Regions from separate parts of the Rattus norvegicus genome. Here regions 1 and 2 are each linked to region 3. Evidence: chromatin contacts called from public Hi-C and HiChIP or PLAC-seq data. All regions are on one chromosome and are shown on one strand. The core of a region is the stretch at or near the end of the contact, and the rest is flanking DNA. Distances in the headings are between cores, read along the strand shown. Region 1 overlaps Rtkn2 (rhotekin 2). Region 2 holds the start of Rtkn2 (rhotekin 2). Region 3 holds the start of Arid5b (AT-rich interaction domain 5B).

What was found. A called contact is a pair of places that touch in the nucleus more often than the background predicts. HiChIP or PLAC-seq counts read pairs in DNA pulled down with a chosen protein or histone mark.
Region 1: a contact with region 3 is called in a Hi-C map of the A7r5 cell line, with 3 times the contacts expected there. The contact joins the enhancer-like site here to the promoter of Arid5b in region 3. A contact is called at or near these places in 4 of 12 Hi-C or Micro-C datasets (the A7r5 cell line, Schwann cells, hepatocytes and 1 more).
Region 2: a contact with region 3 is called in an H3K27ac HiChIP or PLAC-seq map of oligodendrocytes, with 2.8 times the contacts expected there. The contact joins the promoter of Rtkn2 here to the promoter of Arid5b in region 3. A contact is called at or near these places in 3 of 12 Hi-C or Micro-C datasets (frontal cortex, liver and mammary epithelial cells) and 1 of 1 datasets of contacts at active chromatin or transcription factors (oligodendrocytes).

What each region holds. Positions count from the first base shown.
Region 1 is chr20:20,575,437-20,579,897 of GRCr8, forward strand. The region is part of intron 6 of Rtkn2 (rhotekin 2); the gene reads right to left. LOC120098810 (a long non-coding RNA gene) reads left to right here. Exons shown (of 3, transcript XR_005497346.2): 1 at 1-2,081; 2 at 2,557-2,657; 3 at 3,967-4,197. Among named protein-coding and RNA genes, the nearest start is that of Rtkn2, 31 kb to the right of the region's middle. Within about 2 kb of position 2,710, at least 14 of the 93 cell types and tissues checked have an H3K27ac peak or open chromatin away from gene starts, as enhancers often do. A contact at or near this core is called in the A7r5 cell line and Schwann cells, where this site is marked.
Region 2 is chr20:20,606,516-20,611,119 of GRCr8, forward strand. Rtkn2 (rhotekin 2) reads right to left here and starts at 2,347. Exons shown (of 12, transcript NM_001107625.2): 1 at 2,104-2,347. The coding sequence starts at 2,142. It overlaps LOC134483792 (a long non-coding RNA gene), which reads left to right. Exons shown (of 3, transcript XR_010060805.1): 3 at 1-263.
Region 3 is chr20:20,303,946-20,308,411 of GRCr8, forward strand. It overlaps Arid5b (AT-rich interaction domain 5B), which reads left to right and starts at 2,769. Exons shown (of 10, transcript NM_001107624.1): 1 at 2,769-2,796; 2 at 3,260-3,514. The coding sequence starts at 2,776.

The DNA.
Region 1 (4,461 bases), core at 1,460-3,959, 270 kb after region 3:
TGGTCAGTGGTCATCAACCTCAAAGAAAGGACAAGTTCCTTTTTTCTTAAGCCCTCAGGAGTACAGGTGCTGAAGTGATCAACCCAACAAGAACAAAACATTTAACCAGGCCTGGCGTTCTCCCCAGGTAAGGGCAGGAGCAGGACTCTGAAGGGAGGAGAGAGAGGTGGTGGAGGGTGAGGGATCTGGCTCTAAAGATCATCGATGGATGTGTCAGTGGTGATAAGAACTTGGGAACAACCGAAAGGTAGAGGGCTGAAGAGGGTGGGAAGACTCAGGCCAAGGTCTGAGGAGCTCAAGGGAGCAGACAAGTTGTCTCTGCATACATTAACTACAGGAGGGAAAACATCCAAGAGAGGGAGGAAGAAAGAAAGGAAACAAAACAACAACCAAAAAAACCCAAATACACAAATATGCCTGGGGGTTATTCTAACAGACACACTATACTTTATATACAAGAAGTTATAGTATCTTGCATATTTCTTATGTATTTTTCTTAGTATATAATAATAGCTCAATAATATATATTTCCTATATATTTCTAGGAGATACACTATAATTTTTTCTTACCAACCACCACACACATCACCTGAGATCAGTTATTCCAACACAGCTAAACATTGTGCTCTTGCTGTTCACACAAAAAGCTAGGGGGACCCTGTGTATCTATGCTCTTGGGGCACTGGGAGCACTGGAGAAAAGTCGTGTTATTCATGCAGCCAAATTGGTAAAACTTATGCAAAGACCGAATTACAGGTTTTAAGGTTTTTCTTCAGCTTTGCACTAGGTTGTTTCTCTGTCACTGTGGTGAACGCCCTGACAAAATGTAATTGGGAGAGGAAAGAGTTTACATCACCTTATAGGTTATCATCAGTCATGAAAGGAAGTCAAGGTAGGAGCATAGAGGCAGGAACTGAGGGAGAGGCTTTGGAGGAAAGGTTGGTCCGCCTGGCTTGCTCAGTCTGCTTTCTTAGGGACCTCAGCACCAGCTTCCCAGGGGATGGCACCACCCACAGTGGGCTGGGCCGGGCCCTCCCACATTAATCAAGAAAATACCTCCACAGACTTGCCTACAGGCCAATCTGATGAAGGTTATTTCCTCAGTTGACCCTAAGTGTGTGTGTGTGTGTGTGTGTGTGTGTGTGTGTGTGTGTGTGTGTGTGTGTGTGTGTGTGTCTGTCCCCATATCCAGCACTGGCTTTAAAACATGGTCATGCCCGAGAATGCAACTCCCCAACTACTAAAAGTTAAATACATAGGTCATTGGCCTCCAGGTCCTAGGAATGGCACATCTAACTATAACTATGAAAAAGAAAGGCACTAATAATTCCTTCTAAGAATGGGTATGCTAGAACACAGCCAGCCGAGGATATGGCCAAGGAAGATAACTGGAATACCATGGAACATCAGAGGAGAGATCTGGGGGTGCAGCCTATGTAGACACACACACACACACACACACACACACACACACACACACACACACACACACACACACACACACACACACGTATCATAGGGAGGAGCTTGAAGGCTTGGGTGGAAGACGTCCACGCAGAAGCAAGACATGAGAGGAAGATGTCAGCGCAGAAGCAAAGCACCATGCCCCGCCTCCGACAGCTGAAACAGGACCCAATAACCCCTCACCCCTCCCATCCCCCACCCCCGTTCACTTCTCTAGATTCTAGTCCTGAAAGTCATCCCGAGTTTCTAGTGACATGGTTGGTGTGGTTAAGCCGTAATAGCTGACAGCCACCTCTGAAAGTCAGTGGCTGGCAGAGAACCATGACTGCTTGCCTTCTCCTCAGGTACTCGGGAGAGGCAGCATGTCCCGGGCCAGGGAGCAGAGGGGCGGGGACTTCCGGCTTACCTTGGCAAAGGAAGAACAGGAAGTTTAGAGAAAGCAACTGACTTGCTGGTGGCTAGCGAGAGGACCCTTGTTAACAACTAGCTTAAAATTATAGGGTTCTTTTCAAGGAAAACAAACCATGTAGTAGTCACTTTTCACAAGAATCCTGAGTGACTAGCGACCTCTGAAGCCCCAGGAACCTCAGGACTTTCCTGCCGGGGCCTCTTCTTAGGTCAGTTGTGTGTGTGCTGTGGGGGAGAAGGGGTGAGGAGCTGAGTGATCCCTTAGTTAAATTTAGAAACTACATTAGCTTCCCCACCCTCAAACCTTTTAACAGCATCGTTTCAAACCACAGACACTTCATTTACTGGAGATGTGTTAGGAAATTATTTTATACCTCCAATCTAATTTAAGATGACGCAGGAGGGATTCTTGGGAGATTCGTTTTTATTTTATGGGTACGTGTTCTGCCTGCGTGGACATCTGTGTGACCTGCACGCAGGACCCTCGGAGGCCAGAAGAGGACCTCAGGTGCCCTGGCACTGCAGTCACAGACAGAAGACCAGTGCTCTTCACCGCTCAGCTGACTCCCCGCCCCCCCACCCCGTGGCTTGCTTGTTTTGTTTTTACATTTGGTTTGTCTTCTAGTCAACTAAAATATCACAAATGATACTACAAGTTTTGACAGGAATTTTTTTTTTTTAAAGTATGTTTGAACCCTGAAGAACACTGTCCTAGTCACAAAGCAAAAGCACTTAATTCGGCTGTTGGAGGGGAAAACTGGCAAGTTCTAGAGGAGGAGATTTCGGTAAGCCTACATTCCCCAGATAAGAGGAGGAAATGAGTCACATCAGGGAACGTACTAAAAAAAATCTCCAAAACATGTTCGTTGTCTTCTTTAAGCCCAACAATACCATTTTATGATGGTATTTGAAGTCGCTTCATTTTTAGCCCGTGACTAATTACATGGGCATCTTCCAAACCAACAGTGACTTCACTTGAGAAGCATTCGAGTCAGGATTAACAGCCTGTCTGTAAAACATTACATTCATTCCTTTGCGCCAACCCTAACACCGAGTTCCCAAAAGTTTAATCAGTTACATTTTTCCTATCAAGAAGGCTGATTGCTATAATATTGGGGGTGGGGGAGGAATCAAGGGGTATGGAAAATAAAGACTACTTAGATGGTAGTCAGAAAAAAAATGCATTCTTGTCAAGGAAAAAAAAATAGCTATATTTGGCCAGATACTGTCTCCTAGTTACATAGTATTTTATAGGCAATCATTTTGGTTAAAGGCCTACAGTGGAACATTGTACTTGGTTTGTATTTTAAAAGGCAAAAGTCATCCTCTTGCGCTGTCTGAATACCCGTGCTATACACGAGCCCCTCCCTACTCAGTACTGAAGTGAATGTCAGAGGGTCTGTGGGCTGTGCGTGAGCCTGCAGTGCTGGTCCTCAGAGAACAGGACTGGGTGAGAAGGGATCTGATCATCACATCTTTTGACAGACCTTGGTGGTATAAAAGACTCAAAGGTTCCTGAAACACACCTGAAACAAAACAAAACAAAACAAAACAACAACAACAACAACAACTTAGCATTCGAATTCATGGGCAAATAGTGGAGGCCAATTGTGACAGAAGAGTTGAGACTCTGATGCTTGTTCCTGAAAGCAACAACGGAGCACAGAACAAGAGGCTCCCAAGAAAACCCCTGGGCTTTGCAGAGAAGCACAGGCCTGGTCCCTGTCATCATCTATGACATTACAAAGGGGGCCTGAATGTGAGACCACATCTACATTGAATGTCCCATGTCAAGGCTCTGCCTGGAGTGCATCTACAAGAGCTCAGAAAGGGAAACTCTAGGGAGAACGGGAACGAGAATTAAAGGTGCAGTTATTAAGTGCCTGCTGTATACAAAGCCCAAGGATCAGTGTACTGAATTCCGTAATGATGATCCTATGGGGTCAGAAGCTCCTGGGGGCAGGGCGGGGAATGTATTATCTGCCTTGGTCACACAGCAGTAAGCGATAAGAATAAAAAAAATTAAGTACTCCTCATAAAACAGCAAACTTTCACCCGTTTAGAACTCTATTCACTACTGTCGATTCCTTTCAGGATGTCTGAAACCCCCAAAATGCCCTTGAGAGCAAGGGGCTGCATCTTAGCACCTCTGCCTTCCAGTAGAGGAGGGGAGAAGGTGGAAGGCCCAGGGGAAGTGCAGCATGCAGGTGCCGCTGGAAGAGACCACGGAGGTTCTGGCTGTTCTAAAACAACGTTGCTCATAAGAAATGCAACCTCTGTACTAGTTGGTTACCTCTTTCCAACCTAATAAAATTTGAGCCGAAAGCAGAATGATATGATCTCTATAAATAAGAAATGCTTCTACTACTTCAGTGGTCTAAATGAGATGTCCCTCATAGTCTCTAGTGTTCGAATGATCTGTCCCCAGTTGGTGCGCTATTGGGGAGGCTTAGGAGGTGTGGCCTTGTTGGAGGAAGTGTGTTGGCTCACTTGAGGGTGGGCTTTGAGCTTTTAAAGCCCCGTCTTCCCGGTGCACTCTCTGTGCTTGGTGCTTTGAGATGGGAGCTCTCAGTTTCCCAATCCTGCCTG
Region 2 (4,604 bases), core at 1,097-3,596, 300 kb after region 3:
CTTTGGGGAGCGTTCTCTCTCTCTAGCTCAGGTCCGCAAGACCAAGCTCAGGTCACCACCCTGTACGGCAAGCATGTTTACCTCAGCAGTCCTAATCTCTGACTCTTAAACAAAATTCTACGTACCGAAGAACTGTTGAACTGTTTATGTACAGGAAAAAAAATTAACACTAACCATGGTAGGGAACTGTGGAGAAATGGGATTCGTGTTCTGGGAACACTTTATAAGGACGAACTGTTTCTACTCAAACTACATTTCCGCTTGCAGGTTTTTTGTTTGTTTGTTTGGTTGGTTTTTTTTTTTTTTTTTTTTTTTTTTTTTTGGTAGGAGCTTAAACTTTACCAGGAAGACCGGCTAGGTGCTCGGAGGAGTAGGACAAAGGGATGTAGTAAAAACAGTCATCTCTCGAGCCTACACACCTGCCATCCAGAGGCTACCAAGCCCCACAGGCATTTCAGCCGTTCTGCAGCTATGGAAATTAGACTCAGAACGATGCCTGGGTTATTGAGAATTACACAGCAGAATGGGATCTGACCCCAACCTCACTCCAAAACCAACACTCAGTGCATGAAGAGTCGGAAACACCCCCCCCCCCCCGGGCTGAAGCAGAGTGCAAACCACTAAACCTCTGGTCTCATCCTGTTAGATCACAGACTTCATTTGGGGGGAGGGGACGAGTACCAAATAGAAATGCAATGCTAAGTCAAGTCTAAAATTCTGCTCCTGACTCGACTATTCCTGTGAGGTTGAAACCAGTTACTATGTCGTTGTTTATTTGCAAAACCCAAACAAAAGCCAGTTCTACACTTTAATTATTTTGATATTATGCTTAGAAATTGCTATCTTGCCATATTTACATAAACAAGCCTTAATATATTTGCTATATATACCAGCGGCTTTGTCATCCTCTCTTCTCTACCATCCTTAAATGTCACTGTCGCACACACTAATAAGCACACTTGGATGGCCACATCAGCACTCACAGGATCCCTACGGGAAACTCGACAGATCTTCATTCAGTTCGGTAAAAGTAGAGGCTGTGATGACAATCAACGTAGGAATGGGATGTGGCTCAGGTGATCTAGGGCTTGCCTAGAATGCACAAGGCACTGGGTTAGACCCCAGCTCCGCTCCACAAAAGTCAGGCTTGGTGGGGCACTCCTATAAACTCCACAGTAAGAAAGTAGAGGCAAGCGGAGCCTCAGGAGTTCAAGGCTACCTTTAGAAAAGACAACCAGGACACCCAGAATACACAACAAAATAAGAAGAAATACTTCACAAGAGAGTTGAAAGTTTTCTGTATGTTACTGGAAAACAGGTCCTATGATTACTAATACGGTTTGCAGAATAACTTGAAGCCTGGCTCAACTCTCCAGAGAATTACAGAGGGCTTTCTAACAAGGCAGTAGAAATTCTGTGAACCTGCAGTCTTCGTCTAGATAGAATTACTATTATACTTCAGGAGCCGGTAAGAGGTGAAAATTAAAACGGAAATGAAGATGGAGCTAAAAAGGGCATAAGGGTCTTCTTTTAATTAAAGTGCTAAAATAATGAACAGAAAGTATACTTTTAACTCTTGACTGGGGTTCCCAAGAAATACTCTCGACAACACTAAAATGTAAAAGGTTTTGAACACATCTAAAGATGGCTAAACAACAAACAAACAAACAAACAAAACCAACCAAACAAAAAAACCCCACTGGATTTATTTGCAACTCAGTGTTTTTTCCTAGTATTTGTTCAAGAATCCACGTTTAAACTTACACCTTCCTGGAAAGCTAAGAACATGCCTTTTGAGCGTCCACCCCGCGGTCACCCCACAGTCTGATGCTTGCCCACATCGCTGAAAGCAGCACCTTGCACTAGATGCCCAGCTGCGTAGGCTGCGAAGACACTGGGAGCAAACCGGGGACCGGCTCCCGGGGCATCACCTCCTCTGCAAGCCTAGGAAGACCCGCAGGTGGGAAGGGCCCCGGCGTCCTCCTCCAGCCCCGGCCCTCGCTCTCCTCCTCGGGTGCAGCCTACAGGCGTGCAACGCCACGGAGCTCGCCCGGCTCCGGATCTCGGTCCAGGCTGCCACTCTCCAGTCCCGGCCTCGCTCACCTGCTGCGCGGCGAGGCCCCTCAGCAGCTGCCCTTCCATTTCGGCGCACGTCAACCACGATTTGAAAAGCGCGCCCCGGGGCTGCAGCTGCAGACCGCACCAACCGCTCGGCCGTACCAAGTCCGAGCTGCAGGGGAACCCGGCCCACGACGCCGCGCAAGCGCACTAGGGTCCGCTCCGTCTCTAGAACAGCACGAGACCCGAGGACTCTGCACAGACCCTCTGCTACAGCCGGCCTTAAGCAAGGGCGGGGAGTGGGCGGAGCCTGGATATGCGGTGGGCGGGGTTTGAATAAGAGCGGGCTCGGATGGGTGGGGTCTGTGGTGGGTGGGGCCTGAACTAAGAAGACCCTCATGGGTAGGCTGGACCAGAGCGGAGTGGGTGTGTTTGTGTCTGTCAGTGGGCGGGGCCCCAGCCAGTGGGCGTGGTGGAGTCTTAGAGAAGGTCTCCCTTTAGAAGCCTCAAACAGGTGGTTTTCTTGTCAGGTTTCTTCTTGCGTCCTGCTTGAAGTTCTTTAAAGGAATGGACTGACTGGACCTCACAGACCAGTCAGGGATGTAAGACCCCATTATCTGTCTCTCAAACATGGTTTCACCCAAAGATCATGCTCTGAAAGGCTGGGTGGGGAGACAGGCACCATATGAGACATTTTGCGAGTACTCCCCCTGGGTTTGTCTACATCTAAAGTGACAGCAAACAAATGTGCAGAAGCCTGGTCGTTAGCACGGGCTTTTATTAAGAGAGAGGAGGGGGAGATGCTGAAATGCTGAACTCGAGGCCTTAAGCATGACAAGATATTTGTTCACCACTGAGCTAACCAGTTTAGACTTTTAATTAGAGGATGTCCACACCCCTGTAAAGTGTTTAAAATTATCCCTTGGCATATCTTGTACCGGAAATGTGAAGGGCTTTGGACGTTTTCCTCCTGAGGGAAGACTCTACCAAATCAACCTCCTACCTCACCTCATTAAAGACCTGGGCAACACTCCTTCTATAAACAGTCTGGCCCTGTTTATTTTGGGGACATCCTTTCTTGGGTATGTTGTCCCAGTGGTCCCCCTATCTTCCACTTGTTCCAAGGTGAACTTTAAATGATATGGCCGTCTTGCTCACAGACCTCCTTGTTAAGGCAGTCAATTGAATGGTGTACTTCTTAAAAAGAAATCGAGTGTGTCAGTGAGATGGCTCAGCAAGGAAAGGTACCTACGTAATGCCAAAGCTCCTGACCTGAGTTCCAATTCCCAGTGTCCAATGGTGGAAGGACAGAACCAACTCCCCAAAGTAATGTCCATGTGCACCAGGATGTGGGCATACCTCCCCCAAACACTGAACACAGACACACGCACACACACACACACACACACACACACACACACACACACACACACGGGGCGGGAGAGAGAGATGCATATCCATATATATTATATATATAATTATCCATATATGTATATATGTATATATATGTATATATGTGCATATATGTATATGTATATATGTATATATATGTGTGTATATGTATATATATATAAAATTCCTTCCTCTCAAGTGGATAATTGCCTAGTTGAGAACCTCTGGACTAGATGATTCTAGAAGCTGCTGCCCAGTTAGGAGTGATTTTCCTCTTACTTTAGCAGCCCGTAATGACCCACAATTGTAAAGTAGGTGAAACTCAAAATTACCAACGCCCACCTCACCCAGGTGTCTCCAAACACGGGTCTGAATTCCATTCCCGTGAAGTGCCCTTTGACCCAGCGCACGGGTCTCTTGTGCTGCTCCTTTGTGATGTAATTAGCTGCAGGAGCCGGGCATCACGCCTGACACACAAATGAAGACGTACACACGGTAAATGAACTGTACACAGAGAGCTCATCGTCAGACTCACAGCATTTACCCTGTAACACACACAGCGCTCAGACTCAGACCAAAGCGCCTTGAGAGAGAAAACCAAAAAGGTGACCGGTTTCAAAGTGAGCACCGATGTGAAAATGGATGAGTATTGCAGGATTAATAATCCTAGGAAGAAATCTAGAAGAGGCTGTGTTTGGTACTTACCTATAGACTATAGGTAGTTGCCATTAAAGACCTTTCTCTTTGCAGAAGAAATGATGTGGGACTATCTCTTTCTAAGGCATCCGGGGATGTGTCCCGGAAGTGCTGAAGCTAGATCCTGTCCTAGCTGGTGATTAAAGTGTCTCAGAATAGGGTTTCTGTTTCCTTATTTATCCCTAGGCATTTTGTTTTGTTACTGCTGATTTCATCAAACATAGTTCTCTTTGATGTCTGTAATGATGTCTGTAAAAATAGAAGCAGCCATCAAAACACCACAAGCTTAAAGGGCGGTGGCTGAGGATGCACCCCACTTAGCAAGATGGTTGCCTGCACAAGGTCCTGAGTTCATCTCCCAGCATGGCTTCTACTGGGCGTGGCGCTACATGGGGGGAAACCTAGTACACCAGAGATAAGGGCGAGACAATCAAAAGTTACAAGTTATCCTTGCCTAC
Region 3 (4,466 bases), core at 1,519-4,018:
AAAATGCAAATATTCAAAAAGACTCTGGGTTTGGAAGACCTTATCAGGGGAGATGAGGCAGTGCTGCCTGGTGTCATGCCTACCTTCAGGAGACGTAGAAGATGGGTTCTAATTAGGCGAAGTCATTTACAGACACTTAAAGACTACCCAAGTTGCTCAAATGCTGTAGAAAGCTGTGTGTTTTTAAGAGAGGTTTAATACACAACCCAGGGATACCCTCAGGCACTGTGTCGAGGTTTCCTGCATAAATGCAGCCGCCTTGGTCAGGCAGGAAACTGACTCATAGATGATCTCAAAGAAAATCTTGTCAAAATACAGCAACTCAAGTCTTTTTTTTTTTAATATATCATCTTTTGAATTGAATGTATATATTTACACTAACAGGACAGAGGCTAACGGAAGCCTGAGGCAGCTCATGAATATTTTTTTTAAATATGTAAAATGCCCTTCAGTCAAATCCATTCATATGTTAAAAATGAACAAAATGGGTTATTCTAATCAAACGTCTGCAGTGTGCACCATAAAGTTAAAAAGAGAGGGCGAAAGGGCTGTAATTTCTCTCTCTAACCCATGTTTATGAAATGGTAAGATCAGATGAAATTTCAAGGAAGATAATTAAGGAGTGATGTGCAAGTCATAATTTGGCTAATGCAAAAGATGGAAGACTGTAAATTGGTACACTGTCCTCCCCCACGGTGCGGAGTTGGAATATTACTTTAAATTATTAAAATAGCTTTTCGACAGCTTCCAGAATACGGGCTTTTTGGCATGGGCTTTTATTACTTATTGTAATTGGAGGATCTGCCATTTTCTTTCGTTTATCTCTGTGTATATAGAAACAAGATACATCTTGCCTTTTTTTTTATGACTTCTCCATGTTCCGAATCAAAAAATGTGTTTTAGATAATGTTCAGCGCCCTAATTCTTACTGCAGCGGAGGCAGACGTTATGGAAAAAAAGCGTCAAAACACACACAGAGGGTCCTTCCACCGCCAGATCACCGAAGACGAGGCGTTTGTGCTCTGCTGGGTGTATTAACTTCAGCCATGTGAATATAATTTTCATTAAAGTAATCCTGTCTCAACTCGATGCTGCGGGTAGAGGTGAAACGTTGCGAAAGCGTTAAAAATAGCTTGCTAGTAATTTCAACATCCTGTAATTTTATCGCGGATCGAGTTTCAACTGTCGTACTATACAAACCTTATCCCCCATATAGTACATGTTTACTTTTTTAGCCTGCCAGACCCACTCTGGAAAGATTGGTGCCAATATAATAAAATCGCTGGGGAGGTTGGGGGGTGCTGGAAAGAGTGGGAGGAGAGCCGGGAAGGGGTGGGGGAAGTGAGTACACCATTTTACATCAACGCTGCGAAAATGCAAGCGAGCCAGGCGGAGGACCGGCAGCTGGGTCGCAGCGAGCGAGGGCTTTGCAGTCCCTGCTTGTTCCTTGTTCTGTGGCTCTTAAGTTTCTCTGTTTGCATAATAGCCGTGCATGCAAACCGCGCAATGCTCCAGGGCTCTAGAACAATAAATATACACATTTAAAACCTTTATTGTCTTACGATGTGTTAACCACCCCCCCCCCGTTTCTAACAGCTTAATTTCTGATGATATTTAACTAGTTTGCAAATGGATTATTTTTTTCAGTTTCAAACTATTACCGAGAAAGCTCCCCCTCCCTTTTTTTGGAGGAGGGGGGCACGGGAAGGATTGGGGGTGGGGTAGAAGTCGGTATATTATTCCTGTAGCGCCGGGTTATATAAACACATTATCATTTGAGAGAGCCCTTGGCGCCCATCAGCATTGTAAACACGTACGAGTGTATATACTTCAAAATTAAAGAATGCACACGCAGAACCCGGAGCCCGAATTCATATTCCGAGCAGACTCGCGGCTCGCATGTATTGATTTATCATGCACGGTTTATTGTTCCTCTCCCTAAATGCAGTTGCTGTCCGTTCAATATTGTTGCAAAATCACGAGACGTGTGTGCACTGCTCACTTGTCTTTCTGCTCTTCTTCTTCCTTTTTTTCCCCTGCTGAGTATTTTTTTTTGCGAAGCGAACAAATGCATTAATATTTATATGTTTATATAATCGATAACCCACTTTTCCCTTCCGTGTAAATAGGCATCGGAAGATAATTTAACAGATTAGTTCTCTCAAACATGGCAGTGAGGAAACGTAATTTAACTATCAAACAAATCTACATGTCTAATAACAGCAAATCTGCTAAGGAGCATTAGAAAGAGGAGCGGCGCCCCGGAATCTCTGCAGGAAATGTTCTTTATATTAGACATATACAAGCAGGTCCTGTCAGATGCACAACGCAGCTCGGGAGACGTGGTCTGCTCCAAAAATCTCAGCCGACGTTAGCCACAGACACAGAAACGGGGTAGATAAACGTACCCTCATTACTTGGTTTTAGGGTGGGTTTCAATTTTTTTTACATCTTCCTGTCTGCTTTTTGCCTTGATCCATTCTCTTCCCGCCGAGGTCGGACTGAGCCCTTCTCCCTATTTCGAATTTGATCAACCCATCTTTGGCAGCAAACCCACATCTTTTTGACAGGAGATGAAAATTGAGTCTTCGAAGAAATATTAGGATATATTTTCAATCATTTTGGTGTCGAGGGGGAGGCTAGAGCTTAGTTTTATATTGAGACATCACGCCGGCTGCAAGCAGAGAATGCTTTCCCCTGCCAGGACCTGATGCAATCCATTCAAGCCAACAAGTTTGGAGAGAATGTTGAGTTCAATCAATTCAGAACGTCGAGATGGAGCCCAACTCACTCCAGGTATTTCGCTCTCCTCCGCTCCTGCGGTCCCGCCGCCCCCCGGCAGCCCCCAACCCCCCAGCTCACCCACCCCCTCACACCCCCCCACACCCCCCACAAACTTTTTACCAAACTTTTACCCTCTGCATCCCCCCAAAATCATTTTTATTGTTTTTTTAAAAAATCCCTACGCTGATCATACCTACATAATGTAATTTTATCGCCTCATATGGGGAACTGGGAAGGGGTGGTGGTGAGGACCCGGAGGGTTTTTTTTTTTTTTTTTTTTTTTTTTTTTAGGGGAGGTAGAAAATTAGTGGGTTTTGTAATATTTTTCACCCAACGTTCTATCTGTGGGTCGGTCTGTATTGAGAGTCTTGTGTGTGAATGTGCCTAGGAATAGATATTTGTGCTTGATGGCTACATTATTTACGTGGTGCTTTTTTTTTTTTTTCTCCTCTCCCTCTCTCTCCCCCTCCTGCAGTGGGTCGGCTCACCGTGTGGCTTACACGGACCTTATATTTTCTATAAGGCTTTTCAATTCCACCTTGAAGGAAAACCAAGAATCTTGTCCCTTGGCGACTTTTTCTTTGTAAGATGTACGCCAAAGGATCCGATTTGCATAGCGGAGCTCCAGCTGTTGTGGGAAGAAAGGACCAGCCGGCAACTTTTATCCAGCTCGAAACTTTATTTCCTTCCCGAAGACACTCCCCAAGGCCGAAATAGCGACCATGGCGAGGTGGTAAACCTATCTCTCCCTCTCTTCCTTCTTTATTATCCACCCCCCCTCCAGTAATGCGTATTATAAGGCAAGCTTGAAAATACTGTATTCAGTTCTGCGGTGAGCAGGATCCGCTCGTTTTTTAAAGGGGTAGCGCCACTAACTGGGGCTGGAGTATTTTACCATTGTCAGAGTTTGGCTGTCAGCTTTACAAAGACCGTCCAACTGCTGATTTTAGTCAAGATCAAATAACTTGTCGAGAAGGGTTTTGTTCCAGGGTGTGTGTGTGTGTGTGTGTGTGTGTGTGTGTGTGTGTGTGTGTGTGTTTAGCTACCTCCTCTTGAAGATTAATATCCCATGCTTTAATATACATATTTTAATATACATATTTTTTTGCTTTTTTTTTTTTTAGTTGTACCTTCATGCCTGGCTCCTAGGCTTGGTAGCTTTCTTTTAGTGGGTTTTGATATTGTTCGCGTTTTTTTTTTTTCTTTTAAGTATTTGATATGTTTAAGAGGGCGGAAATTACGAAACGGAGGCAGAATGAGATCAAAAGCAATTGAGTTGGCAAAGGCGTGTTGACTGAAGTGATAAATGACAGGTACTGGGATAATACATTCAAATAACTTGCGCATCTGCCCGGGCGGATTTCAAAGCGGTCGTGTAACCGGCACAAACACGTTCGGCATTAAGAACTATCTCGCGCCCACTCCCCCTCCTCCCGGAGCCATTTGATGTTCTGGTTTCCAGTGACTCCACGCGAAGTGGACGTCTTCCAGTGGGGTGTGGGGCTGGGTGCAGGGGCCTCTGCGGTGAGGTGCGAGGCTGCGCGCCGGGTGGACGCGGAGGGGACCCCGCGGCGCAGCCACCGGGCCACCTCCCTCGGGCTCTGTCACTGCGGGTGTGACCGCACCTCTACCGGCACCCCGGGTCCGAGGGCCGAGCTCGGTGAAGCGATAGCTACCCCCAC